Linked DNA regions of Mus musculus: all the other regions are linked to region 7. A link is a contact called in public HiCAR-type and promoter capture Hi-C data. All regions are on one chromosome and are shown on one strand. Each heading gives the region's core, a stretch centred on a gene start, on an enhancer-like site or on the middle of the called end of the contact. The rest is flanking DNA. Distances are from core to core; before and after follow the strand shown. Region 1 holds the start of Htt (huntingtin). Region 2 holds the start of Supt7l (SPT7-like, STAGA complex gamma subunit). Region 3 holds the start of Gckr (glucokinase regulatory protein). Region 4 holds the start of Gtf3c2 (general transcription factor IIIC, polypeptide 2, beta). Region 5 holds the start of Grk4 (G protein-coupled receptor kinase 4). Region 6 holds the start of Nrbp1 (nuclear receptor binding protein 1). Region 7 holds the start of Ywhah (tyrosine 3-monooxygenase/tryptophan 5-monooxygenase activation protein, eta polypeptide).

What was found. Promoter capture Hi-C pulls out the DNA fragments that hold promoters and counts their contacts. HiCAR-type assays count read pairs that join an accessible place to other places. Capture Hi-C pulls out chosen DNA fragments and counts their contacts.
Region 1: a promoter capture Hi-C map of pre-B cells shows a contact between it and region 7, with 3 times the contacts expected there. The contact joins the promoter of Htt here to the promoter of Ywhah in region 7. A contact is called at or near these places in 2 of 39 promoter capture datasets (liver and pre-B cells).
Region 2: a promoter capture Hi-C map of pre-B cells shows a contact between it and region 7, with 6 times the contacts expected there. The contact joins the promoter of Supt7l here to the promoter of Ywhah in region 7. A contact is called at or near these places in 11 of 39 promoter capture datasets (the 3T3-L1 cell line, the C10 cell line, cranial neural crest and 7 more), 1 of 484 Hi-C or Micro-C datasets (B cells), 3 of 115 datasets of contacts at active chromatin or transcription factors (astrocytes, cardiomyocytes and pro-B cells) and 1 of 9 other capture datasets (liver).
Region 3: a promoter capture Hi-C map of adipose tissue shows a contact between it and region 7, with 2.2 times the contacts expected there. The contact joins the promoter of Gckr here to the promoter of Ywhah in region 7. A contact is called at or near these places in 1 of 39 promoter capture datasets (embryonic stem cells), 3 of 115 datasets of contacts at active chromatin or transcription factors (astrocytes, embryonic forebrain and large pre-B cells) and 2 of 9 other capture datasets (adipose tissue and liver).
Region 4: a contact with region 7 is called in a promoter capture Hi-C map of pre-B cells, with 5 times the contacts expected there. The contact joins the promoter of Gtf3c2 here to the promoter of Ywhah in region 7. A contact is called at or near these places in 1 of 39 promoter capture datasets (pre-B cells), 1 of 115 datasets of contacts at active chromatin or transcription factors (microglia) and 2 of 9 other capture datasets (adipose tissue and liver).
Region 5: a contact with region 7 is called in a promoter capture Hi-C map of liver, with 5 times the contacts expected there. The contact joins the promoter of Grk4 here to the promoter of Ywhah in region 7. A contact is called at or near these places in 3 of 39 promoter capture datasets (liver and pre-B cells) and 1 of 115 datasets of contacts at active chromatin or transcription factors (pancreatic cancer cells).
Region 6: a contact with region 7 is called in a HiCAR-type map of astrocytes, with 3 times the contacts expected there. The contact joins the promoter of Nrbp1 here to the promoter of Ywhah in region 7. A contact is called at or near these places in 8 of 39 promoter capture datasets (the 3T3-L1 cell line, 3T3-L1-derived adipocytes, cranial neural crest and 5 more), 3 of 115 datasets of contacts at active chromatin or transcription factors (astrocytes, embryonic limb bud and extraembryonic endoderm stem cells) and 2 of 9 other capture datasets (adipose tissue and liver).

Annotation. Positions count from the first base shown.
Region 1 is chr5:34,760,468-34,763,928 of GRCm38.p6, reverse strand. Htt (huntingtin) reads right to left here and starts at 2,189. Exons shown (of 67, transcript NM_010414.3): 1 at 1,820-2,189. The coding sequence starts at 2,022.
Region 2 is chr5:31,524,306-31,528,084 of GRCm38.p6, reverse strand. It overlaps Supt7l (SPT7-like, STAGA complex gamma subunit), which reads left to right and starts at 1,323. Exons shown (of 5, transcript NM_028150.2): 1 at 1,323-1,470. Slc4a1ap (solute carrier family 4 (anion exchanger), member 1, adaptor protein) reads right to left here and starts at 1,090. Exons shown (of 14, transcript NM_001347328.1): 1 at 401-1,090; 2 at 1-42. The coding sequence starts at 1,063.
Region 3 is chr5:31,295,805-31,299,330 of GRCm38.p6, reverse strand. Gckr (glucokinase regulatory protein) reads right to left here and starts at 1,768. Exons shown (of 19, transcript NM_001374741.1): 1 at 1,652-1,768; 2 at 1,011-1,166; 3 at 549-617. The coding sequence starts at 1,711. It overlaps Fndc4 (fibronectin type III domain containing 4), which reads left to right and starts at 3,399. Exons shown (of 7, transcript NM_022424.6): 1 at 3,399-3,526.
Region 4 is chr5:31,178,731-31,182,381 of GRCm38.p6, reverse strand. It overlaps Gtf3c2 (general transcription factor IIIC, polypeptide 2, beta), which reads left to right and starts at 2,238. Exons shown (of 19, transcript NM_027901.2): 1 at 2,238-2,498.
Region 5 is chr5:34,658,214-34,661,842 of GRCm38.p6, reverse strand. It overlaps Grk4 (G protein-coupled receptor kinase 4), which reads right to left and starts at 1,464. Exons shown (of 16, transcript NM_019497.2): 1 at 839-1,464. The coding sequence starts at 890. It overlaps Nop14 (NOP14 nucleolar protein), which reads left to right and starts at 1,695. Exons shown (of 18, transcript NM_029278.2): 1 at 1,695-1,992. The coding sequence starts at 1,798.
Region 6 is chr5:31,239,452-31,243,181 of GRCm38.p6, reverse strand. Nrbp1 (nuclear receptor binding protein 1) reads right to left here and starts at 2,264. Exons shown (of 18, transcript NM_147201.2): 1 at 2,180-2,264.
Region 7 is chr5:33,017,491-33,021,267 of GRCm38.p6, reverse strand. Ywhah (tyrosine 3-monooxygenase/tryptophan 5-monooxygenase activation protein, eta polypeptide) reads right to left here and starts at 2,452. Exons shown (of 2, transcript NM_011738.2): 1 at 2,114-2,452. The coding sequence starts at 2,200.

The DNA of each region.
Region 1 (3,461 bases), core at 940-3,439, 1.7 Mb before region 7:
TCAAGAGTTAACAACCCCCTGATGCTTTTAACCTTAAAGTGTGAAATTCTTGCCTGGCATTAGGCTGATCCTAGGCAGGGCTTGTTATCCCTAATGTAAACATTTAATTAGTCCCTGCAAATTCCTTTCTGCTGTAACTGGTGAATTTCAGTGTATCTTGTCTTTTTGTGATTTGTATCCTCTGATAATTCGTTGTTATATAAGTCTGAAGCTCAACCAGAACATTACATTCAGATTCAACACCTCTCTTGTGTGTGGCTGATTGTCATTTTCATCCGACTCCTTACCCATCTGCCTAAGAAATCCCGTTCCTCGAAGACCAGGGACCTAGAGGGTCTGTGGCATACTTGGACAGCCCAGCATGGTGCCACATGCCTTTAATCCCAGAGAGAGGAGGCAGAGGCAGGAGGATGGATCTCTCTGAGTTCAGGTCAAGAGTTACATAGTGAGACTCTCAAAAGCAAAAAGAAACTACTTATCTAGAGGATAAGAAGTTTTCTATTCACACTTTTCACCTTATAGAAGGAAATTTTATTCCTATATTTTGTTCTATCAAGTAAGCCACCTTTTCTCCCCAAATCTTTATTTAAAAAAAAAAAAAAAAACAAACTCTCAGGACTGGGAACATAGCTCAATGATATCACCAGAACACTTATTTTCTAAGTGAGTTTTAATGATGACATTCTTTAGTAGGTTGTTCCCAAAAGTTCTCCTTATTAATTATACAAATCCAGATTAGAAATAAAATGCCCAGAGTTGAGAGAAAGGACTGAGCTGCAAGAGAGCACAGGGCTCAACACTCAGCATGGATTTCCAGGAAATGTTTTGAGCGTCTCTTTTCTCTTAGAGCACTGTGACTCATGGTCTCTCTTCTGTTTCAATATTCTCTCCAGTCACAAGCAGCTAGCTTCCAAAGATCTATAAGATGTCAGCAAAGAACTAAACAGGAACTTTTACTGGCACAAAGTCAGAGTCAGAGTGGCCTATGTTCTAAAACAAGCCTGTCTGCAACACTAGTAAAATTCATTCCCCGGTGAAAACTGAGCACCACCAATGTATCCGTTTTATATAGAACAAAAAATCGATAGGCAGTTAAGTATAAGTCGACTCTTTCATATATATGCACACATATAGTTTTTTATTAATAATCACACCTAAGTAACTCACCATGTACTTGACAAATACAACTCATCCAACTGCCTGCAGACACACAGAAGCACACCTCTCTGGCTATGCTTAAAACCTGGTTTAACTACACTACACCACAAACTAAATGAAACGCCAGGAGAGTACGAAGTGCCTCGAGTCACAGGCTGCTTCAAGTGTCACTTGGAAAAAGAATATCCCATTGGATGCGTTCACACTCCCCCGCCCTCAGCACTCCCGCCGAGACCTCCTAAAAGCATTATGTCATCCACTACCCGCACATCTCTCACGCTGTCCTGCACTCCCAGCTCTTAGGCCTGATGAGGAGGTAACCCTAGAGATCTCTGCCTCTCCAAGTTCTCTTCACAACAGTCATGTGCGCCACCGCCCCAGTTTCTCCAGAAGAGAGAAACAAGTTCGTTCCCTAACTTCGCAAACTGGGAACGGCGAAGGCACTGGAGTCGTGACGCCCCTCAGCGAGTCCCTGGCTGGCCTGACCCGGCTCTGTCTCCTCTGAGGGAGGCCAGAGACCCCGCAAGACGAGGGCCCGGGCCGGGAAAGCCTGGCCTCAGGGAGGTACCGCGACCCTCTGGACAGGGAACAGTGTTGGCCATGCCCAGCACGCAGGCCAGGGGCGCGGGGCCCGGGCGGGAGCTGCGGCGCCCGGACTCACGGTCGGTGCAGCGGTTCCTCTGCCGGACCTGGCAGCGGCGGTGGTGGCGGCGGCGGCTGCCCCTGAGGCGGCGGCTGAGGGGGTTGAGGCGGAGGCGGCGGCGGCGGTGGCGGCGGCGCCTGCGGCGGTGGCTGCTGCTGCTGTTGCTGCTGAAACGACTTGAGCGACTCGAAAGCCTTCATCAGCTTTTCCAGGGTTGCCATGACGGCTTCCTGCCCGATGGGACAGACCCTGAAGACTTGGAGCCTACTGGCACTACGCGGCGCCACTTAGCAGCAAGGCAATGAATGGGGCTCTGCGCGGCAGGCAGAAGCGGAACCAAGGCGCTCAGCCATCTTGGGCCCGTCCCGGCAACCCTCGCGGCGAGTGCGTCCCGTGACGTCATGCCGGCGGAGACGAGGCCACGCCAGACCCGCAGAATTGACAGGCGGATGCGTCGTCCTCTTTCCCGAAGTCAGGACGCAGGCCTGCGGGGCCTCTGCTAGTTTAAGACTCTCCGCCCCGCCGATGTGGCCCCGCCCCTTCCCGCAAAAGCCAGCCCCCCTTAGTGAAGAGGGCCAAGCAAGAGGATGAGGTGGGCGGGGCGGGCTGCTAGATGAGGGACGGAGCTGAGCGGAGAGTGGGCTTTAGGGCGGCTCCCTGGCACCAGCGATAGAAAAGAAGTGAGGAGGTGGGCAGAGGAGTTGGGGAGACCCGGAAGGAAGAAAAGGTTGGAAAGGGGAATGACAGCGAAGAAATTTTCCTGCGTAAAGCCACCCTACACCTGGAGTCACCGGGAAAGCGATTGTGGAGCTCGGAACCCGAAACCCAAAGCAGCTCTCTCTTCCACAAGCCAGGTGGTGGCCTGAGCTTCCCGAACGCAGCGTGCTGGGAGCTCCCTGCAATGAGAAGGGAACCAGAGTGACCTGTATTCAGGACCAAAGAACCCTTTATGATCCGTGGACCCCGAAGCCCCAGAAGTGTCTGCAGTAGAGAAGGCTGAGAAAGGGTTTCAAGCAGGCAGCGAAGGCTGAGAAAGGGTTTCAGGCAGGCAGCAGTAGTTACTGTCCAAAGAAAGGCTGTGTTTCATGCAACTTTGGTCACACACTCTACATTGAGACACGGACCCTGGAAAGTGCTGTGGCAACCAGCCAGGACCTACAAGGGGTCTCATTGCCACCAGCGCTGAAGTCCTTGTCTCTAGAGCCTCCATCTCCCAAAGGTGAGCAATTAAAGCAGGAAGCTGAAAATGGTGTGGATACACCCAAGCTGCCCCTGCAGTCTGCCCAGCAAAAAGTGTTGGCTTCAACCGGGCATGGTGGTGCATGCCTTTAATCACAGCACTTGTAGAATGCTTTTTGAGTAGCATGCACGAAGCTCTGAGTTCAATCCCTGCATTTTATAAACCAGGGGTGGTAATCATGTACTCTGCAGGTAGAACGAGGATCAGGAGTTCCAGGTTTTCCTTGGCTTCATAGTGAATTCAAGTCAGCATGGGCTGTATCAGAACTTGTCTCAAAAGAAAAAGGAAAAGGAAAAAGCCAAGCAGTGATAGAACACACCTTTAATCTCAGCAGTCTGGAGGCAGAGGCAGGCAGATCTCTGAGTTATAGGTCAGCCTGTTCTACAAAGTGAGTTCCAGGACAGCCAGAGCTACATAGAA
Region 2 (3,779 bases), core at 74-2,573, 1.5 Mb after region 7:
TACTGTTAATTCAGATTCTGCCTCTCGGTCTTCCTCTGGTCCCTAATGAATCATGGGTAAAATATATACATATATGGATTCAGAAGTGAGAAAATTACTTTCTGAGACACAGCAACGTACACAGACCTGTGGGTCCAGAATGAGGCCTGTGCTTTTGTCATTGGTTACCAGAATCCTTTTACTCAACTAAACCTTAAAGAAACTCAGAATCGCCGGGCGTGGCGGTGCACGCCTTTAATCCCAGCACTCGGGAGGCAGAGGCAGGCGGATTTCTGAGTTCGAGGCCAGCCTGGTCTACAGAGAGAGTTCCAGGACAGCCAGGGCTACATAGAGAAGCCCTGTCTTGAAAAACCAAAAACAGTGAAGTCCCAAGATTTTTATTTTAGATTTTTCTACCTACCTGAAGGATAAAGAGCCGAGTGCTGCCTCCAAAGCGCATTACATGCCCGACGTGGACTCTACAGTAAGTGCGGGGTGGGATGCGAGTTTTGTTGAGGAACGTGCCGTGGGTACTTCCCAGATCGTAGAGATAAAAGCCCTGCTCATGACCCTCAGAGTCTCCGCTGGGATCCGCCCCCCGGTGCTGTAGTACAGCATGGTACCGAGACACGGAAGGATGCTCCAGACATATGTCACAACTAGCAAGTCTCCCGAAAAAGCAGCAGCTCGTGTCTTTCAAGGTGCGGGTGCCAAGGATGGTGCCACCCTTCAGGGTTTCGAGACTGTAGGGGGCCGTGGCTGGGCTGCCCCACGATGGCTCTCGGTACGGAGGAGCCCGGGTCGGACCGCCAGACGCAGGAGCTACCCGCGGGGAGCGGAGTTGCTCCACCGGTGGACCCCCGGTCTCCTGGCTGTCCGGCTGCGGTGGCGGGACCTCGGGCTCCTCACATCCAGAGTCCAGCTGCGCCGCGAGACATTCTTTCTTCACATCCTCAGAAACGGAGGGACTGGAGGCCGGAGCCTTACCCCGTACTGCGGAAGGCACTGGTAAAACCGGCTTCTTAAACTCGCTACTGACTTCCTGGGGAGCTGGCGCATCTAGCTGAGGGGTAGGATCAGCCATCCTTAGCCGGGTGCAATCTCAAAATGTGTCCCTCGGAAACCCCGACCCCTCGCTCTCTACGTTCCCGCTCACTTCTCCTCCTCCTTCCCACCTCCCTGAGGCTTCTCTGGACAGAAATGTTGGAGTTCCTCTTTCAAGACTCGCAGAGTTTTAAAGATGTGAATAGCACTAGGGAGTCACAATACCAGAAAGCGGGGAGAGGCTCTCAGAGTGCTGTGCAGGATACGGACATTTTAGGCGTTGCATGTAGGCTAGTAATAACTTCCTGTGGCAGAGGGCGATTGGGAAGAAGTGCTTCCGTGGCCTTGGTCCATTAATCAATAAACAAGGCTCCTAGGCTTGACCTAGTCCTCGACTCCGACCTGTCAGAGTCAGGCAGCCGCGTATACCACTCCTGGGGCAGGGCGGTGAGTATTTGAACTTTATTTTCTGGTTCCGGTCCAGAGCCACCCATTTTCCTGCTGCCTTGTAAATCAGACTTCCCAGGATCCTGTGGTCGGCGCCTAAGCCTAAGCCTCCAGATCCGGAGCAAGGAGTCCCTATCTGCAGCTCTCGAATTTATTCCTTTTATGAAGTTAGTAAAGAAGCAATTTATTATTGTTCATTCTTTTATTACTCGGAACAAAATATTGAGATAGCATGTTTAGTGGCTTAACAAACCTGAGCATCGAAACCTCTTTTCTTTTTTACTCTTTGTATTTATGATGTTGGCATGACCCTGGACAACAGCTTCCACATCTGAAAAATTGGAAATAGTAGTGTTAATTTGTCATAAAATTTATGGAAAATTGAACTAAGCCATAGTTAATATTATAACTCTTTGACAGAGGCCTGAAACTATACCAAGATGGCAGCCATAACAAGTGGGAGAATACAGATGAATAAGTCAACTAAAGTTAAGGTTCAGGGATAAAAGCAAATTCATGTAAATATACAAAGAAAGGAGATCTGTTGGGGGGAATGGTGATTTCAGGGATCCTAAAGAACAAATTCAAGTCTGATAAAGATGTAGAGGGTTCCTGGCAGAGGTCACAACTCAAAGGGTCAATTATAAAAATATCTCATGTTCTTGAGAAGCTGAGTGGTGGAGCTGGAGAGATGGTTCTGTGTGCTGCTCTTCGGTGGATCTGAGCTCCATTTCCAGTACCCACATCAGGGGAGTTCACAACCACCTCTAATTTGAGCTCCAGAAGGATCTGATGCCCTCTTCAGATATCCTTGGCACCTGCATACACATGGAACACACAAGCATATACTCAACCCCCAACAGACAACAAAAACGAATGTCTGTGAATGCATAGCCTGCCTGGTCTACAGAGCAAGTTCCAGGATAGCCAAGGCCTCAAAGGGAAACCCTGTCTCGAAATTAATAATTTAAAAATACAATCTTAGCAAAGGAAATAAGCTGAGGGGCCAGTTAGATGGCTTAGTAGGTAAAAGGCACTTGCTGCCAAGTCCGAATGCCCGAGTTCAATCCATGGAACCCACATGGTGAAAGGAGAGAACTGCCTCTCACAAGTTGTCTTGTGATTTTTTCATGCACACATACCCAAAATAAGTAAATGTAAAAAAAAAAAAAAAAGAAAAGAAAGAAAGAGAAAGAAAGGAACTGAGTAGTATATTGTTAGAGCTGAGGGCATTCATTTTGTCCAGGAAGCCCCTCACTTGCCTGCAGGACACTGAACTCACGCCTTTAAAGTAGCAGTGCCAGCTGCTGCTATACTGCAGTATTTTGCTTCTGTTATTCCCTCAGGACAAAGATCTTACACCGTCACACAATGTATTCATTTGATGTTTGTTGGACCTGAGGAGACATATAGGCAGTAAACCTGGAGACGTGAATTAAAGACGCTTAGTAAGCTTTTATTGAATGCTAAGCCACAGAATTCTGACTTTTTCCAAGCAAAAGAAACAAACAAAAAAGCTTGGAAGTGTAGCTCAGTAATAAAAATACTTTTGTAGGATGTGTTAAATCTTCAGCATTGAGAGAATGAGAGACAGAGACACACAAAGAGAGACAGACAGAGAAAGGAAGAAAGTCTAGCAGCAGGGCCAAGTGTAGATCAGATTCTGAAAAAGACTGGAATAGCAGTTCTCAACCTTCCTAAAGGTCTGACCCTTTAATGTAGTTCCTCATGTTGTGGTGACCCCATGCAACCACAAAATTATTTTCATTGCTACTTCATAACTGTAATTTTGTTGCAGTTATGAATCCTATTGTAAATACCTTATATACAGGATACCTGATATTCCTTAACCTATGAAAGAGTCATTTGATCCCCAAAGGGGTTATGACCTACAGGTTGAGAACCACTGGACTAGAGGAAGGAATACTTGTTAGAAGGCAACAGAAGTCTCTCAGATTCATTCTGGGGAGACAGCTCAGTCCATTGCACGCATGAGGACCTGAGTTCAATCCCCAAACCCATATGTAAAAATCCAGGTATGGGTGCATGTGCTTATAAACTCAGCTTGTGGGGAGGAAAGCAGAAACAGTCAGATCCCTGGGACTCACTGGTGAAGGGCGTGGTTCTTATGTTAAGGTCTTATTCCCCAATTGGTTCTTTATTTGTCAGTAAAGAAAGCTGGGGGCCAATTGCTGGGAGGAAGGTACATGTGGGACTTCCAGGTTCCAGGAGGAAAAGGTAGCCACAAGGAAGGAGAGAGGTCTTTCTGCCATGCTTTGGAGGAAGAAGAATGCAGCAACCATGTGAGG
Region 3 (3,526 bases), core at 519-3,018, 1.7 Mb after region 7:
GTGCCAGCCAGCAGTTATTAGCTGGGTACATCCAAGCAAGTGACTACAATCAGCCTTTCTTTGTTTTCTGGTCTGGAAAGAGAACTTAAAAAAAAAAAAAGATAATAATACCAACTTTACTGGGTTTTGTGGATGTACAGAGTGTGGAAGTGCATTGCTGAGGATGGAGAGATGGCTCCGCCATGAACACACTGGCTGCCCTTTCAGAGGACCCCATGGCAGCTCACAATCATCTGTGATCCTTTCCTGCCTTCCAAGGGCACCAGGTACACACGTGGTACACAGACATACATGCAGCCAAAACAGCCATAAACATTTAAAAAATAATAATATTTTCAAAGGAAATGCACTGCTGCTGATAAAGTAGTATCCATCTGGTAGCTGTCATAACTATTATCAGTGACTAAAACAACAAAAAATATCCAAAGGGAAGACTAAAAGAATAAAGAACTGAGATTTATAAAAACAAGAAGTGGAGACCCGGGAAGGAGGAAGTTGGAGGGAACAGAAGTGTTTGGATGGATGAGAAGCAGGTGGGGAATTTGTACCTTCAGCACTTCCTGGACCTTGCCAGCCACTTGCAACATGGTGGTCAGAACTGACTCACTGTACAGTCGCTGTAGAGAGTGGACAGGAATCAGGATGGAGAAATGGGGTGGGGGGGTAGAGGTGAGAGAAAGGCAGTGAGATGACTCAGTGAGTTAAGAGGATTGTGGCCAAGTCTGATGATCTGAGTTTAATCCCAGGGACCCACATGGTGAAAGGACAGACTGATTCCCAAAAGTTGTCCTCTGACTTCCACACATTTCCTCATGGAACAAATCCTTCCACATCACAAAACAGATAAATAAATTTTAAAAATGGGAATGGGGAGGGGAGGAAGAAATGGAAGATGATGGATTGAGATTGAAGGAGAGGGATCAGGATTTCCTGTATCAGGAGGGTAGAGGTGGAAGTGTGGCCGACTTGACATCTTTATTTGCAGTGTCTGAGATTTGACTGTGGGTCACCTGGTAGGTGGGCATGATTTGCCCCTCCTCCTGGAATATCTCAGCATCACACTGCCCCAGCAGTTGAACAATTTTCTCTGCATCTGCTTTGTCCAAGTTCCGGGTCAGTGGGTTGGACTTCTCTGTGATTGGCACAGCTGCTTCATACCCTGACAACTAGAGACACACAAGGGTAGGGACAGAAAGCCAAAGTCTGCCTTATGCCTGCTGGACTGGAGGTGGGAGTGGCAGGAGGCCCAGTGTTTGGCTTAGATTCACATACTTCACACACACCGACTTGTGCACATACATGCACACATAAGGCACACACCATTCACATACTAAAAACTTAGTCTTCATGTGATGTTCTGAGCCTATTAGGAAAGGAAGATCATAAGGAAAGGTAAGGGGAAAGGTGCCTATCATGGTAAGTGTGCCTGCAATTCAGGCATTTGGAAAGTGAAGCTGCAACAAAGGGATCAGGAGTTCAAGGCTATCCTCAGATACATAGCAAGTTTGAGGCCAGCCTGGGCTAGACCGTGTAGCAAAAGAAAAAAAAAAAAAAATAGAAGAGGGAGTAGAAGTCCAGAGCTGAGGCCAGTCCAAACTTAACAGTATTTTAGGAATCAGAAGAGAAGGCTGAAATGGAGAAAGAACCTTACCTCCCATTCCCCAGGCTCAGGGGTCTCGATCACATGCTGATACCGCTTGGTGCTTGGCATGGTCCCACACTGCAGACTCTCCAACCCGCCTGCCTCTGCACTCACGCAATCTGTTCTGGCCCCAATAATTTGCTTCCAGTTGGCAGGGTCTTATCTGAGCCATGGAGATGATTAACCTAAGAACCCTGCCTCTCAAAACACCACCCCCTACGCCCCTCTCTTCAACACCCGTTCCTGTCGCCGGGGCTTCCAGCCCTCACAGGAGCTCCTGAGGGTCCTCTTTGCGTATACTCTGGCTTGCCAGCCTCTGCCCTTGGAGAAGAGGACCAGACGTTCTTTGCTTTTGCCCTTGCAGAACACCCAGGTCAGAAAGAATCCCTGAACAAATCTGTGGCCCAAATGCCTCCAAAGGCCAGAGATCAGGGTCAGTAGAAGTCAGAGGACTCAGGTCATGGCTTGATCACATGTCAGCATGCAGTCCTTCCCTGCCCCACTGGCTCATTTTATCTGCTCCTCTCTGAAAGAAAAGCAATAGACGCTTCTGGACCCCAGGTGTGCGAACACTGAACTGGATATCACAGAGGAGATGTCACAGAAATAGAAATACTGCTAAGAACAACGAGGACCAAGAAATTGCCCTAAATACCACAGTCTCTATTTCTCCTGACCCACTTTCTCCCAAATGGCAGACATCATTGGATACATGGACACATGGACACATAGATACATAGAAGCCATTGTTGGCATTGTTTTTAGATGAGGAAACAGCCTCAGACAAGTGGTTGGCTATTTAGGATCACACAGATTTCATACTCAGCTAACATATGAAATAATTTAAGGACCTAACATGTCTACATGTTTACTGAATGAATGCAACAACTAACAAGTTGTTGAATAATACTTATTCATACAGTGACAGAAGGTTTTTAAAGACTCTTGTTGCCGGGCAGTGGTGATGCACCCCTTTAATTCCAGCACTCGGGAGACAGAGGCAGGTGGATTTCTGAGTTTGAAGCCAGTCTGGTCTACAGAGTGAGTTCCAGGACAGCCAGGGCTACACAGAGAAACCCTGTCTTGGAAAAAAAAAAAAAAAAAAAAAAAAAAAAAAGACCCTTGTCCAGTGTTTGACACTATTGATATTCTAACAATTGTTTCATGTTTCTATGCTTTAAGGGTAGAAAACCTGAGGTGTGGGTTAACCGATTTCTCTCAAAGGAATGTGTTACACTCACACCCACGGGGGGGGGGGGGGGGGGAGAGAGAGAGAGATCTGCTTTTAAATTGCTCTTATATGCCCAGCCCTCTTTTTAATCCTTTCTAGTTCTTATAATGATGCCAGGCACATAGAAGATGATCAGTAAATATTTGCTGAATAAACGAAAGAGTGAATGAGAAAGCGAATGGAATCAAATCAGATCATGAATGGAAAAGAGACTTAAAAGCTGACGCAGTCTCCAAGAGGTTGTTAAAACAATAATTATCTCCATCATCCTCTGCTCGTGGCCCCCTCCTGCATTCGGAGATGGAATGCCTCTTCCTAACTTGGCTAATTTCATGCGGGGAAGGAGGTGCTTTCTCAGGTGCACAAGACCCTCACACCTGAGCCTGTCCTGGTGGCTCTAGTCAGTTAATCGGCTAGAGCAGGGAGGGTGAAGGAAGGGATAGGGGCCCCGGCAGGCCGCCATAGGGAGGGTCGTGGGAGGAGCCCAGGGAGAACGTGGCTGGGGGGAGAGGGGGGAGGGATGACGGCGGCGAGACAGGCCAGCGCGTCCCAGCCCGGCTGCAGCGGAGCGCGCCGGGCCAGCTCTGCAGAAGGCGGCGGCTGGCTCGCCGGGACGGTCACATCCCGCTGCAGGGGACCAGCTTTGGCCGCCG
Region 4 (3,651 bases), core at 989-3,488, 1.8 Mb after region 7:
CTTCTTCAAACCGATGTCCCTCCCTCTACTTCGTTCGTCTGTCTCCCTGACTCCTAATAATCCTACCTTCACTTCTGTCAACTGGTTGCTTGCTCCTCCTCTTGATCAGACTTTATTTATTCCTGTTTACAGTATTCAATATTGTAATATTGGATTAAAGGTGTGTGCTGAGGCAGAGGCAGGCGGATTTCTGAGTTCAAGGCCAGCCTGGTCTACAAAGTGAGTTCCAGGACAGCCAGAGCTAAACAGAGAAACCCTGTCTGGAAAAACCAAAAATGTGTGTGCTAAGGCTGAGCCGCACGACAAATAAAAACAGGTTTTTCCAGTAAATAACAATCTGAGGTCACAGTATGATCAAATCCTGCAACAGTTCTGGGCAGTGGTGGAGCACGCCTTTAGTTCTAGCACTTGAGAGGGTGAGGCAGGCAGATTTCTGAGTTCAAGGCCAGCTTGGTCTACAAATTGAGTTCCAGGACAGACAGAACTATACAGAGAAATTCTGTCTCAAAAAAAAAAAAAAAAAAAGAAAGAAAGAAAAAGAAAACAAAAACAACAACAAAAAAAACCCCAGTCAGACAGGGGTGGAAGAGAGATCTCAGTGGTTAAGGGTGTGTGCTTCTCTTTTAGAGGACCAGTTTCCCAGGACCCATGTTAGATGGCTTCCAGCACCAAGTGACCTAACATCCTCTTCTGGCCTCGAAAAGCACCCACATGAATGTGAGCATAGTTTCTCTCTCACACGCACACAAGAATTGATAGACATGGAGGTTTGTGCTTGTAATGAGAGCACTTAGGCTGATGCGGAGCCGTGATGCGCTCCAGACCAACTATGGTATTCCATAAAAGGGAATTTCAGTATAAATACATACGCTGGACCAACAATGAGAAACAGATCAACTGCGTGCAGGGTTAGTTAAGCTTAAAAAAGAGCCTTCAGGCTGGAGAGATGGCTCAGCATTTAAGAGCACTGACTGCTCTTCTGAAGGTCCTGAGATCAATTCCCAGCAACCACGTGGTGGCTCACAACCATCCGTAATGATTCTGGTGAGTCTGAAGTCAGCTACAGTGTACTTAGATATAATAATAAATCTTAAAAAAGAAAGAAAAGAGCTTTCACTTGTTGTATCTTAAACTTTGAGAATCTTTTTCCAAAATCAAAGTTATTTTAAAAAAATTTTTTTGTGTGATAAAACCAAAGAGAACTTAACCAGAGGCAGGATTTTAAGAGATGTTGTTCATCAAAGCACTAAATCTGTTACTCCCTATAAAATGTTTAGGAGCTATTATCTAAAAGAGGAAGACAGCCATTCAAAATGCTGTCATTTGAGCATAAGAGGATGTCGGAGAACTGGGTGTTCTCTTTCTTTCCTTTCAGATTTTGGCTAAATCCCTTTTTCCTTTTTTAATTGGTAGGATACAGGATTACCCTGGTAGAACCTGAATTCCTGAGCTCAAGAGATCTTCCTGCTTCAGCCTTGAGTACCTAGTCTGGGAGTTGACGTGCCCCATTGTTTTCTCCCTTTCTCATTTTTCTGAGACATGGTCTAATATAGTACAGGCTGATTTCCAATTTCCAAGTAGTCATGGATCACGTTGAACTGCTAATCCTCCTGACTCCATCTCCGGAGTGCTGGGATTATAAGCGTGCACCATTACTCTTTGTAAAGATTTAACCAAGGGAATAATTGAACAAGACTATTTAGAAAGGGGAAAGCTGCCATATTTCACCTCTTCCGGTTCATTTTAATTCGCCCTCCTCCTGGGTAAAGGCAGATCTGTGAAAGCTACATGGTTTTAAAAGGCTGAAAACCTTGTTGCTCGGAGGCCACTTCCCAGTGAGGGAGTGGCGTGAGGCCTGGGTTGATGCTCTCTTTAAAAGCGCAGCCTACCCACCCAGGCTAGGCTCCCCCCGCTCTTTTCTTCCCTTGGCCTCTTTCCAAGCCCTCCTCTTTATTTTCTTCCTGTCTTGGCTCATTCACTGGCAGCAGAAAATCAGGAGATCTCTGGGGGCGAGGGATTGTCTCCTAGTCCGTCGAAGCTCGGGACTGTAGTTAAGAATCAGGTGTGGTCAGGCTCTTTTCTCCACAAAGCCAGCAACCTGGGTGGAAAGGCAGGTCGGAACGCTCGGCGACAGCAGAAGCGCGACACTTTCCTCTTCAATGCTTTTCCACAAGGCTGCTGGTGGAGCTGCGGTGCCGCGCAGGCGCCGACCTCCCCTTCCGGTCGCTGAAATTCCCAGAAGGCCCTGCAGTGTCCTAGGGCCGCGGAAGCCACGCTCCAGCTCGCGGGCGTCGGAGGGCTCAGTGCCGCGCCGCGCTGCATTATGGAACACAGAGTTTAAAAGAAAGCTCGGCAGGAAACGCGTTCCAGACCAAGCTTGCGTTTACCTTGTCTCGGGGGCGGGGCAAGGAAGAGCCGATCAAGATTTCGTCATAAAACCGCGACCCGACAGGCGGCGCCATCTTCGAACTTGGACTTCCGGAAGGACTTTGGCGCGGGTGAGTGTACCGCAACGGGGTGTGCGGGGGACCCAAAATTACTCCTCCCATTCTTTTGCCGTAGCGCTAAGGCAATGGGAACCGATTCCCGATTCCCGTCTTACTCCCGCGCAAGACAGCGCGCCTCCTAGCCTTTGCGCTTCTCCCGAGAACCGTCGAGCTCTCTCCTCCGTCCCCACTGGGGCCACTGAGCATCCCCCATCTCTGCCAGCCGGTCTTACCTTCTTCCCCAATTCGGTGTATGTAGCGCGGTAAACTGGACTCAGGTTTCTGCACTGCTTACGTTGAACTCGTTACGTTGGGCCTTCGGACTTGGGTGAACCTGCAGTTATCTTAAGGCTTAGGGAAATCAGGGCTCGCCTGGGGCTCGAAAGCTGCCCCCACGGCCAGGATTGGGGAATGGCAGGTGGTGGTGTCTCTGTCTGATTGCAGTCAGTCCTCTTGTGCTCATTCCCTCTTACTGTGTCTCAGCCTTTTCCTCCAAGTGGCTCTAACCCCGGGGGTTGTGCCCCGCGCGCTGCAACCCCATTGGCGCAGCCAAGGGCCAGTTATGTTTCCTTATACTGGTCCTTTTATCCCGCGGCAAGTTTGCCGTCTTTTGGACAAGACAGAGATGGCGACTTCACCCCCACAGGAGGTAATTCACTTTTCTGGGCAGGTTTAGGACATAACCAGGTCTTTTTGCCCTTGGAGGTACATTGATTGTTACATAAATTCAAATTAACCTTTGCTTACGTTACCTTTTACCGCTTACCGCTATCAACTGCAGTGCCATTTTTCCTAATAGTTTTAAGTTGTTCTATTCAGATTTACACTCTTTAGTTTCTAGCAGTATCAACTGAAAACGTGAGTTGCAGGTTTTTGTACAAATAATATGTTTGTTTTTGGACCAGTAAAATTATCTGATAAATCACCAGTTGCATGATAGGAATACTTTGGGAACCAGTGTATTAAACAGTGTATGTGAAGTGAGTCCGTGTTTAAGATGAAGTATTATCTAATTGTTTTTCTTTTGCCAAAGTAGTCAGGTTAGCAACCTGAAGCAGCAAGGAAATCAGACAGTATGGGATATAAAAATCCTAGTTAGAATTTACTGAACATTTCTTCCTTTACTGTTTAAAATTTGTATTGTCAGATCCTAAATAGGAATTCT
Region 5 (3,629 bases), core at 215-2,714, 1.6 Mb before region 7:
TGCTTCAAGCCTCCTCTCTCTGCTCCTTGCTCACAGGGGTTTCAAAGCCCTTAGTTTGGTATTCAATTCTGGACACCACTCACTATAAGAAATTTCTGACAATGTTTCTTGTTAGGGCTTCCCATATTGAAAATAGTTATATTGTCCAATTAAGATTCTTCTTCCTGAAAATCACTTGGAACGTAAATGGACTTGTGGGGTTTTTTGTTTGTTTGGTTGGTTGGTTGGTTTTTCGAGACAATGTTTCTCTGTGTCGCCCTGGTTGTCCTGGAACTCACTTTGTAGACCAGGCTGGATTCCAACTCAGAAATCCACCTGCCTCTGCCTCCCGAGTGCTGGGATTAAAGGCGTGTGCCACCATGCGCCACCACTGCCCGGCTAAAATCAATTTTTAAAAGGAACAAAAAGAAAAATCAAAAACATCTGTTACTCACTGGTTTTTCTCAAAGAATATACTTCACATTCTGTGAGGTGAACACACTGAAGCTTCTTAATAGCGTCTACTTCCCATGGAACCTTTGCCTGGGTAATCCTAGAAAGTGTGCAATGCATAACTTTCCATACTCTGTCTTTCAGATTAGCAGCGCTGAGAGTGAGATGGAACTCAATCAGCCCCTTGTGCCTGTTAGGCTAGCGCTACTGTTTCAAAACAACAAAAGTTAGCCCAGGATCACTGACTGACACCCGCTAAGCTGCAGCTCCAATCCAGAATTGGTTCCAGTAGAATCAAAACTCCCTTATTAGACAATAAGGTACCAAGGAATCAGGATTCTCTCCAAGGTTAAAGTTCCTAGGAGGCGCTACCTTCGGGGAGACGGGGAGCCCGGGGTGCACCCACCTAGACGGGCCTTCAGCAACAGATTGTTGGCCACGAAGTTCTCGAGTTCCATGATCGCTGTCCTGCGCCGTCGCTGCCGCGGTTTCCGACGTCGAACTTTTCGGAGTCGAGGCAATGGAGACGGGGAAGGCTGCGGGGAAGGAGATCCTAAACCCGCGGCAGAAGCCTCGGGGCATCCCTTGTCCTTTGAGGAACGCGGCTTCTGGACGGTGGCCCTCCGCGACAGCGACCGTCTCTGTCGCTTCTTCCTCCGCCTCCTCCGGGGTCGCCACAACTGCCAACAGGAGCGCTGCCGTCGTCGCCGTCGCTGTCGCCGTCGCGGTCGCCGCGGAGATGGGACACGGGTAGGCTCGCTACGGGTTCCAGCTCTGTTGCTGTCCCGGCAAGGGGCTTCCGCTATCGGCGCCGGCGCGCGGTAGCTCGAGCTCCTCTCAGCATCATCGCCCAGGCCCAGGGCGCGTAACTCTCTCCTCAGCGCCGGGTCCTGGGCAGCACTCAACCTTCGCCGCGCCCTACCCTACCGAGGAGCTTACAAACTCGAGAGCGGTCTCCAGCGGCGACGGCGACAGCTCCAGCAGCGGCAGCCGCAGCCGCCAGTTAACTCGCAAGACAGCTGGGCCCCGGCTAACGGTTTTCCTCCAGAGGGAGCCCGAGAGCTCCCCTCGGGGCGGCGTCTGAGGATACTGTGGCGGCTCTCGGGACACTACAGATCCCATAAGGCCCAGCGCCAGGAAGTCGAGGAAGTGTGGCCTCCTGGGAGTTGTAGTCTTTAATCCAGTAAACTGTAGTGCCTGTTTAGTGTCATCCAGGACTTGTGTACTTCTCGCGAAATACGGGAAGCTGACGCACTCATCGCGAGACGAAGCTGGGCGTGGTTTTACATCAGCATCCTATGCACGAGTTTCTTGAACTGCTTGGTCTGTACGCACTGTCGTCCAAAGTGTGGCGGAGTGAATGTCATGGGGAAAGCCAAGCGGACTGGGGCGCGGAGGCAGGTCCACAAAGCGCCCGCAGGGGCGTCCGGAGGCCCGGCGAAAACTAACCCAAACCCATTTGAAGTGAAAGTCAACCGGCAGAAGTTCCAGATCCTTGGCAGGAAGACGCGCCACGATGTGGGCCTGCCCGGGGTGTCCCGCGCTCGTGCCATCAGGAAGGTGAGGGGATAGGCTCTACCCAGGTTCTGCGTACTATGCCCAGTGGCTAGTGAAAGCCATTTGGGGAGAAAAAGATTTATTTGGCTTACACTTATATATTTCCATCATTGAGGAAATTAGAGGCAGGAGCTGATGTAGAAGTCATGAGGGGTGCTGCTTACTGGCTTGCTCTCTATAGCTTGCTTAGCCTGCTTTCTTAAAGAACCTAGGACCGCTGCTAGCACATAGGTGGGCCCTCCGCGGTCAATCACTAATTAGTAAAATGCTCTTTGGGCTTGCTTGCAGCCCGGTCTTATGAAAGTATTTTTTTCCAATTGAAATTCCCTTCTTTCTGATGACTATACTTTGTGTCAAGTTTGCCTTAAACTAGCCAGCAAAACGATCAGGACTGAGGCATAACACTGCCTCTCCTTTGCTTGATATCGAATGCGCTTCCTCTGGAAACCCTTCCTCCTTGGGATCTTCCAGGTATACATTCTTCTTGACTCTTCTTGGAGCTTTTAGGGCCTAAGAGTCAATCTCTTCTGAGCTCTGAGCTGCCCTGTACCACTGCTCTGTATGCTTTGACCATGACAGTATTCGTCCCGTGGATAGGGTTTACAGAGTATGCTCTTTGAATGTTTGGAAATTGTCCTTCCTCTGAATTTCATGAGCTTGTCCCTTGGGAAGTCACTGGAATAGTACCTTTTGGGGATAACCTCATAGCTTCCATCCTTGTTCTTATGGCCCCATCTCAAGAGTATATTGTACCTTCCTTTCAAAACCAGTTCAACAAATGGCATTCTCTATGTAACTGCTGACGTTCGTTTGACTTTAAAAAATAAAAGTTTGTGAGTGCCGTTTGTGCTGTGGCTTTAATCTCTGGGGAATCGGAGACAGGTGGATCTCTGAGTTTAAGGGCTTTATGGTGAGACTCAAAACTTCCAGTTGAGTCTCAAAAAATAAATAAAAGAAATGAGTAAGTAAAAGGCAATTCATGGTTACTTTGAGAAAATTAATAGGTTAGACTTATTGGTAATGTTTGTAAAGGGGATAAGTAAGACCTAGCCTTTGCCCTTCACAGCTACAAATCTGTACTTTGTTACAAAGGATCCAGTTTACATGAGATCTTTAGATTGAAGGAAATTTCTTTTTTAAAAAAACTTAATTACTAATTTTATTTTAAATTTAATTTAAATTTTATTTTTAATACATTTATATTATAAATAATAAATAAATAAATAATAACCTCACCACTATGGTATTTGATCACATCTGGGTCTGTCCTTAAAGGGAATCGCATTGTAACTTTGTAAGGAAATTTCTTTTTCTTTTTGCTCTTTCGAGACAGTGTTTCTCTGTGTAGCCCTGGCTGTCTTGGGAACTCACTCTGTAGACCAGGCTGACTTGGAACTCAGAAATCCGCCTGCCTCTGCCTCCCAAGTGCTGGGATCAAAGGTGTGCGCCACCACTGCCCAGCAGGAAATTTCTTTTGAATTGGGTAAAATATCCATACTGCAAGGAGCTGACACTGTCCTGTGTATGTCCTGTATGTGGTTCAATGCATGCATTATAAAAAATACAAATGACTGTCTAATAATTCACCAGTATAAACTATAGGCCAAGGATGGCAGAGAGGACATTTGAAAATAGAATAA
Region 6 (3,730 bases), core at 1,015-3,514, 1.8 Mb after region 7:
AAGGCGTGCACCACCACGCCCAGCTTGGTCTATACCATCCTTAACCAACTAGCCGAAACTCCCAAGGGTGACTTATCCTACTAGACCAATAGTGACATTATTCATCTTTCCTATACATAGGTAGAAGCTGCCTTTGGGCCAAGTGACCGACAGGCGTGACTTCCATCTGTAAGTGTGGCAAGTGGGTATTGTTTAACAACATTTCTTTTCATTTACTCACTGAAATGTTTAGTAACATTTGTAGGTTATTGTACGTCACACACTGGGAGGGTGCTTGAGATAGATCAGTGAATTAAAATAAATGAAATGCCTACACTTACCTAAGCACAAATTAAAAAAAAAAAAATCAAAGACCTTGTTTCCAGCTTTCCTTTCATTTACATTGCTCAAAGGCTCTGACTTTTCCAATCTCTGAGGCACTAGATCTGATACCAGTTACCTCCTTCAGAAACAAATAATTCAAGCTATAGTTTTTATAGGTAAAGTACTAAAAATAACATTTCTATAGGCGCAGAGTTGCTTTAAGAAAAACCTAAGTTTCTAATTAACCCATACCAAAAAAAAAAAAAAAAAAAAAAAGGGACAATCAAATGAACACAGACTGTAAAAAAAAAACTGAAACCTGTGTGTGATTAACTCAAGGAAGAGCAGTCTAGTAAGAAAGCGATACCCTGGAAAGTAAACTTGCACTCCAGAGTCAGTTCAGAATACCTAAGACCTGCAATCAACACCAGAATGGCCATACAACTCTCTTGCGACCCTTTCTACGCATCTCTCCCCAGCCTATACAGTTTTATCTGAATCGAGGGACTTGTATTAACGCTCTAGTAAACGCAAAGAACACTACGGGACGGGGGCGGGGGAGGGGAAATCTGGTAGGATACTTCCCCACTTTAATTTCTAAGGAAAGTCCTTGAAAGCCTCCTCAGTCTGCCAAGACAGCTATTAGTTGCGTGCATGTCTTAATAAACCACTAAAAAAGATGAGTTAAGGATCACTTTTTCCTCCGTCCCCTATCAAAGAGCTAAGAAAATAATAAAGTCTGTTTCAGCTACATTCGCAGAATGTGCATCCAATCTGAACGGATAAGTGAAAGTCTAGCGAGATACAGAATATACTCTGGAACGTCAAAGCCCATGGAATCTAAAACTACAGGACCAAGGAAACAGGCAGCCCCTCCACGGGGCACTTAGAGAAAAGATGAACTGTCATCAGAGACAAACATCCAGAAAGCACATTGCCCTCCCAATCATGTCCCAGAAGGTAAAATAAGAGCAGTGCCTAAAGATCTCCAAGCACTCCCGCAAGAGATGCAGAAACGTGTGCAACACTGGGGGTTCTGCCTCAGAGCTGCTGGCAGTTTTAACAGGGATCACTGTGGAAAAGCTCATTTGCATCGGTGAGGGTATCTCCTCGAAGCCTCTAGCTACCCTGAGGACGCATAGTACATTCACTACAGGGCATTGTCTGTCATCTCGCAAAGTTGTTCTCCCGGCTTCCATTATTAGTTGAAAGCCCTCTGCACATCACCCCGCATAGCTCGCAGCCACAGGCCGCTCTGAGGAAACCCAGAAAGCCTCTGAGGTCAACAGAACTGCTCAGTCGGAGAGAATGCAAGCTCGGAGGGAGGAGGCCCTCAGCTTGTCAACACTCCAACAGGTCGCCCGGCCAGTATCTGGAAGGAAGCGGCGGCGGACAGACAGTGGCCGGCCAGGAGACCGAGCACCACAGCCACCTCATCAAAGGCCAGCCCTGCCCCGCCGTCAGGCCGCAGACCACGCCCCCGCGCTCGGCGCGCCGCCCCGCGAGCAGGCCCGGCCCGGACGCCGCGCTTCCTTCCGCAGGCCCTCGGGCCCGGGCCCCCGCCCCGCCCCCGCCCGCGCCGCCTGCCCCGCCTCTCGCGGCCAGAGTTCCAAGAGAACGCCGGGGCCCCCCGACCCGCGCCCGCAGAATTCCGGGCCGCCGCGGCCACGCCGGAGACACCAGGAGGGCGGGCGGCGCCCTGGGGCCAAGGTGGCCCCTCAGCTGCGACGGGCCGGGCTAGGTCGGGCCTGACTCCCGAGAAAGCAGGGCCGCCCGACAGCACCCGCCGGCCGCGTCCTGCCGGCCCGCGGCTCGGGGTCATCCTGCCGCCCTTCCGCGAGCCCCTCCCTCCAGGGCCTCTTTCTCCGGAGCTCACCTCCCGACTCCGCGCCCGCAGCCTGCGCTTCAGCTCCAGCTCGGGTTCCGGGGCCTCGGATCCCAGCGACTCCCTCACAGCTGCGCTCCGCAGCGCAACCGAACTGCGGGCCCCGCCCTCGCGGCGTCCGGACCAACAGTGGGCGGTGCCGCACCGCCGCCAGGTTTCCATTGGACAGGGCAGCGGGGGGCGGTTCCCACAGACCGAGGCTCTCAAGGCAGTCTACTGCCGGGTCTCCTCCCCTTGCGGGGTTCCGGCAGACTGCCTGCCAGCGTTGTCTTCTTGTCTCTCTGTCCATCCTCCTCCCAGTCGAGGTGCCCCCAAGTAATTCTGCCGGACGAAAGGAAGGCCTTCTCTCTCTTCTTGAAAGCGCCATGACAGTCCTAATCCTCTAAGAAGACAAAAGGAACGGAAGACGCAGCCTTTCAATCTGAGGAACGAACCCACCCACATTCCCCATTTGGGAAAGAGACAGTGCACTGGTCATCAAATTTTCAGAAAGCTTTTTTTTAATCGCTTAACATGAAAACTAATAGTTGCTGATTTGCATAACATTATTTACCCAGACATAACCTGATTCGACCCACATAAGGGAGAACTCATTGAAGTTATCCAATGATAGTTGGCAAATTCGAAAAAGAAACAAAACAAAACAAAAAAAAAAAGTTACTCAAATTTAAGTTGACATGAGTCCAAAATAGAATCCGAAGTAAGAAGATCCATCAAAACTGTCTTTGAAAAGGTATTATTTGGAAAGAGTTTACATTGTCTGTGAGTGTAAAGAATTACAATAGATTCTGGGTAAGCCATTGATCTTAGAAAGTTAAAGGCAGAATTTAAGAGATGTATAATACCATTATACATGTATTATCAAGGAAGAAGGATGAATCATCTGAATCTGAGAATGTCACAATCACCAATTTTACTCTCCTTAAAGGGACTAGTTAATCCTAGTTCACGGGTTCACACAGAAATCCTATAGAGACTCATTTTTTTCTCATCTCTTCACTTTAAAATGCTTGCTTTAAAAACTGAAATTTCAACAAGCATGCCAGAGAGATCTCTGTGAATTCAAGGCCAACCAGGGCTACATAGTCTCAAAAACAAACTTTTTTTTTCACCCAGCATAGTAATGCATACCTGTAATCCTATCACTCAGTAGGCTAATGCCGTGAGTTCAAGGTCAGCATAAGCAATAGAGCAACAACACTGTGTCAAGACAAAATAGAATTCTGATGTTGGATTAAAAGATGCACTTACCTAAAATGTATAGCACACCATTTCAAAGTTTGTTCTAGTCTCAGAAGGGTGCTCATCCTCTCCAGATTAGCCTTTCTGCCAAAGCCATTGTAACTCCTGAGCCATGGCAAGCATTCATGACATATCTGTTCATGCTACTTTAGTTCCTATTATTTTCTGTCAGTACTATTTCAAATGTGCACAGAGGATCTTTTGGCAACCTCATTTTCAGTTATTTTCTCATGTATACCTAAAATGACCAACTGCTGCCTACATTTTTACCACCTCACTTATGTTTCCTGATTACAAAAG
Region 7 (3,777 bases), core at 1,203-3,702:
CCAGTACTTGGGAGGCAGAGGCAGGTGGATTTCTGAGTTCGAAGACAGCCAGGACTACATAGAGAAACCCTGTCACGAAAAACCAAAAAAAAAAAAAAAAAAAAAAAAAAAGAATTTCATCTACAAACTATACCAACAGGCAAATGAGATAAAAGTACATCCCATTAATACAGGTGGGACAAACATGAATTCTGATAGAAAATACTCCTCGTTTTTAACAGTTTATTTGAGGGAATGTTTTACCATAAATTTGATGGTACAAATATTAAATTCTCAATGTTTGATATCTTTTCCAACTGATGAATCATTTTAGACATAGATTATAAATTTCAAACACAAAGGTCCATTAGCTTTTGCAAAATGTTTCCTCAATGCCTCGGAGAACATCTGTGGATACAAGCAGGAAATTGCAGAACACTCTTCAAGGCCATTTAGAAACACACCAGAAACCTTTTCTTTTTTTTCCTGCTAAAATTGTTTTTTTCTTATAATCTCTCTCTAGTCTTTCCTTTCTTCCCACCTCAGGATAGTTGATAGCTCCAGACATCTGATGGCCATTTCCCCTTTACTGTGTATCCTCTTCATTTTCAGAGGTCCTCCCTAAACTGCCCAAACCTCCAAGCCCACTCACATATGGAGCAAAGGCCCCCTAAGCCAGCTGTTCAGGGAGAGGCCTCAACTTGCACAATACCAGAAACATTTAGACATTTAGTAGTGACTTGGTGTGTGGATAGAGGTGGCTTTCAGGGTACACTTTAGTAATATCAGTCTTGTTTCCAAAAAATTTTGCAAAACTGTTATTTTAAATTCATTTTCTCAAAGAATCCACAATTTCTTCAGAAAAATTCATACCCCAAACCTAGAATGTTCCCTGGTATAAATGAATGCTTCTAACCAGAAAAGCATACCATAATGCTGAAATCAGTATCACCAAGGAATCAACAAATGGCCTGCCTGTGATGTTGCTGGATTCCAGAGACATCCTGCTGAATGTGTACAAGGACCCTGGAGGAAAGCTAACTTGATTATTGTTCTTACCTGAGAAAATCCTAAATGTTGGCCTCAATTTTCTATTTCATGTAGTATCAAAATACAATTTCCAAATTAAATGTGTATGGAGTATGTGGGTTTAAGAAAGCCTTTCAAAGACTAGCCATAGGTCATATGAGCTACAATTCAGGGCAGTTAATACTTAGGTCAGCTAAAAACTGCCCAAGGGCTGCTAAAATGCAGATTTCTGGGTCTCACCCTCAAAAATGTTTATGTATTTAGAAGTCTAAGGTGGAATCCAAGGAAATTTTCTCCCTAGTCTTAAGAGCTAGGTGGCCACAGTTGTAATTCTGCCACTGTGTGACCTTGACAAGAAATATTCTTTTAGAAAAAACCCAGGATGATGTGAAGAGTTGTCTATAGTGATGTGGTAACAGAACTCCAAAGTCTTGGGTAGGCAGGTAGGCTCTAGGCTAAGCTATTGACTAGGGTGTGGCTGGGCAGGTCTCCTTTACCGGAAATCAAGCTCCAGAATCCATCTCTGAGGGTCTCAGGAATGCAAAGGCCCCCAGGGTTGCTTCGTTTTCATTTCATCTCCAGGAAGGCACGCAGCATGGACCGTTGGGATGTATGCAGGGACCCACACCCTCCTTCACGCCCAGGACTGCTGGAAAGGGGTCTTCCCACACAAAGCCAGACCCGAGGTGTGGAAAGTGGGGGAAAAAAACAACTTCAGACAAGCAAACCAAACCGGTCGTAGTAGAGAAAACCAGGAGATGGGTCTCCACTCGCGGATGAGCCTTTATTACAAGTGGGTGAATGGTGGAAGGAAAGCGCCTTTCGCCCAGGTCCGGCAGAAGGGTCTAGAAGCAGGAACGCGACTTCCTCCTTTCCTCGGGCACCCCCTCCCCCACCGGGGCTCTGCGCTAGGACACGGCGACCCCCGCCCGCCAGCCACCGAGAGGCCTCCCGGGGAGACCCCGCCCCGGCCAGGCCGCAGGAAACGGAGAGTCCAGCGGCCGCCGCGCCCAAAAGGTGGCGGCGCGTAGGGAGAGAGCCGCCGCCCAGGCTCGGGCCGCCCCGCCCCGCAGCCCCCGGCCGCCCGGCTCCCCAGCGCGCTCACCGCCTTCATGGCGGAGGCCATATCGTCGTAGCGCTCCGCCTGCTCCGCCAGTCGCGCCCGCTGCAGCAGCTGCTCTCGATCCCCCATGTCGCTCGCGACTCGGCCTCGCCTCGCACGCCCACACCGCCTGCTCACTCGCTCGCTCGCTCGCCCGCCCGTCCGCTTCCCGGTCGCCGCCGAGGCCGCTACCGCGCACGCGCACTGGCTCGCCGGCTGGCGGGAGGCTGCAGGCTGCGCCGCCGCTCGCGCCTTCTCGCTGGCTGGCTGCACGCGCTGTGGCGAGCGCCGCGGAGCCGCCGAGAGAGGATAGGGGGCGCCGCGGGCGGGCGGGCGGGCGGGGAGGACGCGACCACGCCTGCGCACTCGGATCAGCCCGCCGAGCTACGGGAGGGGGCGGGGCGGCCCAGCCCTAACGGTCTTTTTAAGGTGACGTCACCTACTATAAATAGCCGCGGCGAGGGCCGCGCTGGAGAGCTGCGCAGGCGCCTTAGGAGTACTGCAGTTTACCGCCGCAGCGTTGGAGGGTGGGGAGCGGCTGGGGCGCGGCGATGGTGGTTCCGCAGGCAGGCGTTGTCGCAGCCCTGGCCAGGAAAACGCTACAGAACCCATGATAGAGCTCGGGCTTGAGAAGCAGATACCCGCAGATAACCCTGTATGGAAAAGCCGAGGCGCCCCGGACCGAGGGGCGGCTTTGTTGGGTGTTGCCACCTCCAGCAAGCGGTCAGCTCTGTCAGCGGCGTGGGGTGGGTCCTGCCCTTTGGGACAGCCCCTCACAGACACACTAGAATCCACAATACTGCAGGGTAGTGCCATCCTTAAAACTGACCTTGGGCCAGCTCTGGCTTGCACAGGAAGGGATAGGGAACTTGGCAGAGCGGAGTAGCGTTCAGGACATACCTACGGGGACCTGACTTACTGTTGGGCCTTGACTAGCACTAACCTATTTCATACAACCACTCCGGGAAAGGCTCAGCAGGTCCCCCATTCTTCAAAGCAGAAGTGCAATCTACAACCCTGGTAAACCTAGGAAAACCAAAAGTTGGCAACTATCAGGGTCGACTTAGCCTGGTTCAAATCTTTTTAGGGAATTAGTGATTATAGGTCAGAGGTGCAGTGTTGGCCTGGAGGGCCTGATGCTCAGTGGAAGAAGGAACAAAAATTCAAGGCAAGGTGACATATCCTATTTGTGGAGGGGCCAAAATCTAATTTCAGTGTCTTCTTGGATTTCTGTGGCGATGGACTGGACACTAAGCCTTCACCGCTCCTGTCGTTCTGTGCTAAAGGTCCCTGGGTTGGACCTCAAGCTAGAAAAAGTGCAATTAAAACAAAACAGTCTGGCATGGTGGAACATGTCTTTAATCCTAGTAGCCAGGAAACAAAGGAACAGGCAGGCATATCTCTGAGTTCTAGGCCAGTCAGGGATACACAGAGAAATCCTGTCTGAAACACACACACACACACACACACACACACACACACGGCTGTTACACAAAGAGAAGCCATGCACACACATAAGAAAAATCTAGCCCACTGTAGCACAGAAGAAGGGGCCTTAGGTTCACTGAGGAGTGTGTGTGTGTGTGCTCATGTTGAAGACTGCTCAGGAGCCATGTTTTTGTTTTTGTTTTTGTTGGTTTTGTTTTTTGAGACAGGGTTTCTCTGTG